Regions from separate parts of the Mus musculus genome. Here region 1 is linked to region 2. A link is a contact called in public HiChIP or PLAC-seq data. All regions are on one chromosome and are shown on one strand. Each heading gives the region's core, a stretch centred on a gene start, on an enhancer-like site or on the middle of the called end of the contact. The rest is flanking DNA. Distances are from core to core; before and after follow the strand shown. Region 1 holds the start of St6galnac6 (ST6 (alpha-N-acetyl-neuraminyl-2,3-beta-galactosyl-1,3)-N-acetylgalactosaminide alpha-2,6-sialyltransferase 6). Region 2 holds the start of Ier5l (immediate early response 5-like).

Region 1 (2,700 bases), core at 113-2,612, 2.1 Mb before region 2:
TCCCCTGGGTCTGGCCACAGCTCCCAGACAGACCACCGTCTTACTACCCTGTCTTGCGCATGCCCCGTGCTCCAGACACTTGGAGCACTCCAGGTCCCAGGCCCACGCCCCACTTTCCCACCTTTGCCTGAGCAGTGCCCTCAGCCAGGACTACGGTTCCCCCGGTCAGGCCCGTCACGGTCCTGCTCTGAGAACGCCATGGTCAGAACAGCGTATCAGGTGCCAGTGCGAATGTCGGGTCCACACTTACTGGCTGGGGGGCCTCGAGCAAGCCATGTGACCTCTCTGAGCCTCAGTTTCCTCATCTGTGAAATGGGAATAAGAACTGGTAACTCCTGGGGCGACTGGAAAGATGCATGCATTTGTGAAAAGGAGAGCCGAAGGCTTGAAAGTACTATATCAGAAATCCTAAGCCTTCGGGTTACTCCGTTCAATGCCCGCCCCTGCACAAGCCTGTCCCAGAAACAATCCTCCCCCTCTTGACCCCAAGCCGGGGACTTCCCTTATATTACGAAACATGCTCCGGAGCTACGCAAAGCATCGCCTGCCTACACACTTTTCAAGGCAACGCCTGGTAGGTGCTCTTGCTCCCCATTTCACAGATGAGGAGACTGAGGGATCAGAGAGGCAACGCGCCTCGCAGGGAGCAGGAGCAAGCGGGGGAGGGGGGAATCTTGTAGTGTTTGTTTACAGGGCGGAGCCTGAAAGGGTCTCCCGGGAGGGTCCCCTTGTAGCCTGTGCGTGCGCCAGACATCTAGTTCGGCTCGGAGTGGCCAGGCCTGGTGGGGAGCTGCTGACTCCGCTGGGGAGGTGGCAGCCCAGAAGCCTAGACTCAGCTCCAAGGCTGGACCTGCGGAGGCTGAGCTCTGGGCTGAGGGTGAGGGCCGCACCCTGAGCTCGCTCTGGGGCTTCTCCAGGTGACGGGAGCAGGGTACCCCCGAGTGCCTCGTGAGAGGCTCAGCCCCGCTCCCCATCTTCTGCCGCTGCACCCTAGGGTCAAGCATCCTATCCTGACCCCGGCTCTGCAGGGGAGGGGTGCGGGGCCGCGGCAGGGTCGCCCCATCTCCAACACGAGAGGCCCAAAGAATCCCGCTAGATCTCGGGGTGCAGTTAGCAAGCAGAGTGGGTCTCGGGGAGCCCTGGGGCTCCCCCCTTATCAGCGGCTCCCCACTGCCGAGGCGCAAGCACAAGCCCCCTCCCGCTCTGCTGCCCGCCCCCGCGCAGCACCGGCTCACCTCCGCCGGGGAGCGCCCGGCCCCCCGCGGCCCCCGCACCCCGTCACATGGCGCCGGGAGCCGAGAACCGGGGTCCGCGCCGCTCTGGCCGCCCAGGCCCCGCCGCAGCTCCAGCCCGCCGGGTCCTAGCGCCGGCGCTCGCAGTCCCGTTAGGGCCGAGCGAGAGGGCGGAGCCTCAGGCTGCGGATGGCCCCGCCCCAGGGAGGTGCCAGAGAGGAGAGACGCTCTCCCACAGCACCCTCGTGCCCCGCGCCCCATCCCAAATCTCATCCATTTCTCTCTCTCCAAATGGACACCAGGACCTCGGATGGGGAATCCGAAACGCGGAGATCACTGGGTTCGAACTCTGGTTATTAATTACCTGGACTCCCCCTCGTAGAGACCCAGTAACCATCCCCTAGGCAGCTTGGTACTTCATCTCCTTATCTCCGGAAAATGGAGAGAGCAACGTTTGAAAACGTAGCTTTTGATGGGCCTGGTAGCTTAGAGGCCTGCACCCTACTTAGGAGATAGAAGAGGGCGGAAGACTGTTGCAAGTTCAAGGCCAGCCTGATAGACATAGTGAGTACCGGGCCGGCCAGGGGTACATGGAGAGATCTTGGCTCAACTCTCTTCATCCTACCCTCAAATATTCGTTGCACTATTTTATGTGACTAAAAGGAAGCAATCTGGACCCAACCAACTGGATGGCTCAGCAGTTACAAATACTGGCAACTCTTCTAGAGGACCTGGGGTCCACTCCCAGCACAGTCCTAGGAGGATCTGTCGCCCTCTTCTGGCATCCATGGGTACTGCACATATATGTGGTACACAGACATGTGGAAGCAAAACATCCATACACATAAAATAAAATGAAAAATTAAAGAAAAATGCAACCTGAGGGCTAGGGAGATAGTCAATATGTCAGACTCGATGCCGTGTTCTGCTTCTGTCTTTCGAAACAGGGTTTCTTGGTGTAGCCCTGGCTGTCCTGAAACTTGCTCTCTAGACCAAGCTGGCATTGAACTCACAGAGATCCCTCTGCCTCCCCAAGTGGTGGGATTAAAGCCGTGTGCTACCCCCGCCCAGCGACGTCACGTGTTTGTAATCCCCATTCTGGGGGTGGGAAGAACAGGAGACCCCTCCAGCTAGCTTACCCTTTCTGGGCCTCCCAGGTCAAGGAAAGAACATTGGAGGCTGACCTTTGGCCTCCAGACATCCAGGGATGTGCATGTATGGACACAGGGATGTGCATATGTAGCCTGTTAGAAAGCTGGTTACATAAACAAAGACTGCCTACCCATAGTGTTCTAAGAGGCTGGGAACGAGGGTTAACGTGCATGCCTGAGAGGGTGATGGGGAGATTTAGGAAGAGAAAGCATGTTTAAAGAGTTCTGTTTTGTAATTACTTAGGAAAACATCATAGTAAAACTTTCCATTCCCCACCCTAGGTACCTATTAGGTCCTGCAGATGTACACAGTGAAG
Region 2 (2,700 bases), core at 170-2,669:
GACAAAGCCTCTTTGGAGCTAGTGACTACGCCTCCTCATCTGAAAACCTGAGCAAACTGTCCCCCGCTTTTGACACTTGCCACCACTTACAGAAACAATTGGTGAGTGGTTTTCTTGAGACATTGGCCAAGGGGCAGAGTTGCTGAGAGGGTCCAAAGACAGAGGGTTTCAGAAGAGCCCCACTCCCCCCCCCCCATCCCCCAGTCCCACTCAAGGGCCCAGCCCTGGACTCTGCCTGGGCCAATTTTCTGACCTAAGTACTAAAAGGAACCTTAAACGCGGTGGATGAGGCTTGCGGCTGGCATCTTGGGCCCCCCACACCCACCCTTGCCCTCTTACTCTCTTTAAGCTTCTCAGTACAAGGGGACTCTCAGGCATCTTCTCTCTTTTCTGCTCTCTGTCCTCAATTGGTCAGTAGATAACTCAGAATAAGAATCTAAAAGTGGAGAAGTCCTTGGCCTGGGTACTCCTGGGGCTCAGGGTAAGGACCAAAACTTAACAGGTTGCTCCACTCAAGCGGTCTCAAGCTTGGCCTCCAAGAACCTTAAAGGGAGAAATTCAGACTTTTCTGGTAAGAGATCCAAGCTAGGCACTTAGGGCTTCTATTGTCATTGATATTAAGTCAGGAAAGAAGAGGTCTCCCAAAAGAGGAGGAAGCTTGGGGCGGGTTCATAGCCCAAACCCCCACCCCCACCCCCCACCCAGGCAGTCTCACGATCACAAAGCTTCTCTACTAGAGATCAAAAATCACTGGGATTTGAGTCAAACAGAAAGAGAGGCCCTTCCGTGACCATTCCCAGAGGCCCCTGGGCTAACACATCAGGTAATCAGGCCCCAAACCCTCTCTTCCAAGACAGCACTCTAGTTCTCAGGTGCGCCCCCCACTCAGCTTTTCTTGGAAGAAGGCTCAGCTCGCCCAGGTTGCCCCCGGCCGTGGCAGGTGGAAAAGAGGAGGCGCCGCGTGGCTCGAAGCGGGGGAACCGCGCGCACCTGCCGCAGGTGAGGCCCAACCATGCGGAAGGGGGCGGAGCCATCTCCGCTGCGCTCAGGTGAGCCGACCCCCAGCTCGCAGGAGCCACGTCCAGGAAAGCTACGAATTTCGACGTGGCTCCCAAGAGGCGACCCAAAGCTGAGAGAGACTACCTCGGAGGCTCCTAGTCCCACGAGGTGCCGCGGCCCCAGGAGAACATTCGAGGCAACGGCGGCGTTGGAGGCCCGGGGTCCGTTCGTTATTTGAATAGCACAAAGGAACCGCCTTGGTCTGATTGGCCAGTCAAGTGGTCCCGGGGAGGGCAGTGGCTGTCAGTCGGAAGGCTCTACACGCTTCTATTGGCTAATCTACAGTGGGGCGGGGCGCTGCTGCCCAGCTAAATAGTTGGGGCCGGGGCCGGCGGAGGCTCATTGCTTTGGCGCCGTCTGGGGAGCGTGAGCCTGCGGGTGGCGCGCAACGCATGGTGGCGACTTCTCTCGGAGTGTCGCCGACCCGCCGACCCGGGCTCGGTTCCCTGTGCCTGGCTCGCCCGGGCGACCAACTGGAGACACACGCAAGGAGCAGCATTCGCAGCACCAGAGGCGGCTGCTCCGCCGCCCGCGTCTCCGCGGGAGCATGGAGTGCGCCCTGGACGCCCAGAGCCTGATCAGCATCTCCCTGCGCAAGATCCACAGCTCCCGGACCCAGCGCGGCGGCATCAAGCTGCACAAGAACCTCCTGGTGTCCTACGTGCTCCGCAACGCGCGCCAGCTCTACCTGAGCGAGCGTTACGCCGAGCTCTACCGGCGCCAGCAGCAGCAGCAGCAACAGCAGCCGCCCCACCACCAGCACCAGCACCTCGCTTACGCGGCGCCCGGAATGCCGGCCAGCGCGGCCGACTTCGGCCCGCTCCAACTTGGCGGCGGCGGGGACGCGGAGGCGCGCGAGCCGGTTGCCCGGCACCAGCTGCACCAGCTCCACCAGCTTCACCAGCTGCACCTCCAGCAGCAGCTGCACCAACACCAACACCCGGCGCCCAGGGGCTGCACGGCGGCGGCGCCGGTGGCGGTGGCCGGGGCGCCCGCGGGCTGCGCGGGGGCGCTCTCGGAGCTGCCCGGGTGCGCTGCGCTCCAGCCGCCGCACGGCGCGCCCCACCGCGGGCAGCACTTGGAGCCGCTGCAGCCGGGTCCCGCGCCGCTGCCGCCGCCCGCGCCCGCCGCGCTCTGCCCGCGGGACCCTCGCGTCCCGGCCGCTTGCTCTGCGCCCTCGGTGCTTCCGGGGGCTGCCCCTTCGACCGTCGCTGCCTCCTCTCCGCCCGCCTCTACAGCCCCTTCCTCATCCACTGGCTTCTACCGGGGCGCGTACCCGGCCCCCTCGGACTTCGGCGTGCACTGCAGCAGCCAGACCACCGTGCTGGACCTGGACACTCACGTGGTGACCACGGTAGAAAACGGCTACTTGCACCAGGACTGCTGCGCCTCCGCCCACTGCCCCTGCTGTGGCCAGGGCGCTCCGGGACCCGGTCTGGCGTCCGCCGCTGGTTGCAAGCGCAAGTATTACCCTGGCCAGGAGGAAGAGGACGACGAAGAGGACGCGGGCGACCTGGGAGCCGAGCCCCCCGGGGGTACCCCATTCGCCCCCTGTAAGCGCGCCCGCTTCGAGGACTTCTGCCCGGACTCGTCCCCGGACGCGTCCAACATCTCAAACTTGATCTCCATCTTTGGCTCGGG

The links. HiChIP or PLAC-seq counts read pairs in DNA pulled down with a chosen protein or histone mark.
Region 1: an H3K27ac HiChIP or PLAC-seq map of embryonic stem cells shows a contact between it and region 2, with 8 times the contacts expected there. The contact joins the promoter of St6galnac6 here to the promoter of Ier5l in region 2. A contact is called at or near these places in 1 of 39 promoter capture datasets (liver) and 1 of 115 datasets of contacts at active chromatin or transcription factors (embryonic stem cells).

Annotation. Positions count from the first base shown.
Region 1 is chr2:32,605,647-32,608,346 of GRCm38.p6, reverse strand. It overlaps St6galnac6 (ST6 (alpha-N-acetyl-neuraminyl-2,3-beta-galactosyl-1,3)-N-acetylgalactosaminide alpha-2,6-sialyltransferase 6), which reads right to left and starts at 1,362. Exons shown (of 7, transcript NM_016973.3): 1 at 1,236-1,362; 2 at 251-305. The coding sequence starts at 276. Gm52551 (a long non-coding RNA gene) reads left to right here and starts at 446. Exons shown (of 2, transcript XR_003954025.1): 1 at 446-574.
Region 2 is chr2:30,472,918-30,475,617 of GRCm38.p6, reverse strand. Ier5l (immediate early response 5-like) reads left to right here and starts at 1,419. Exons shown (of 1, transcript NM_030244.3): 1 at 1,419-2,700. The coding sequence starts at 1,607. Gm31291 (a long non-coding RNA gene) reads right to left here and starts at 1,310. Exons shown (of 7, transcript XR_003954013.1): 1 at 1,144-1,310; 2 at 340-543.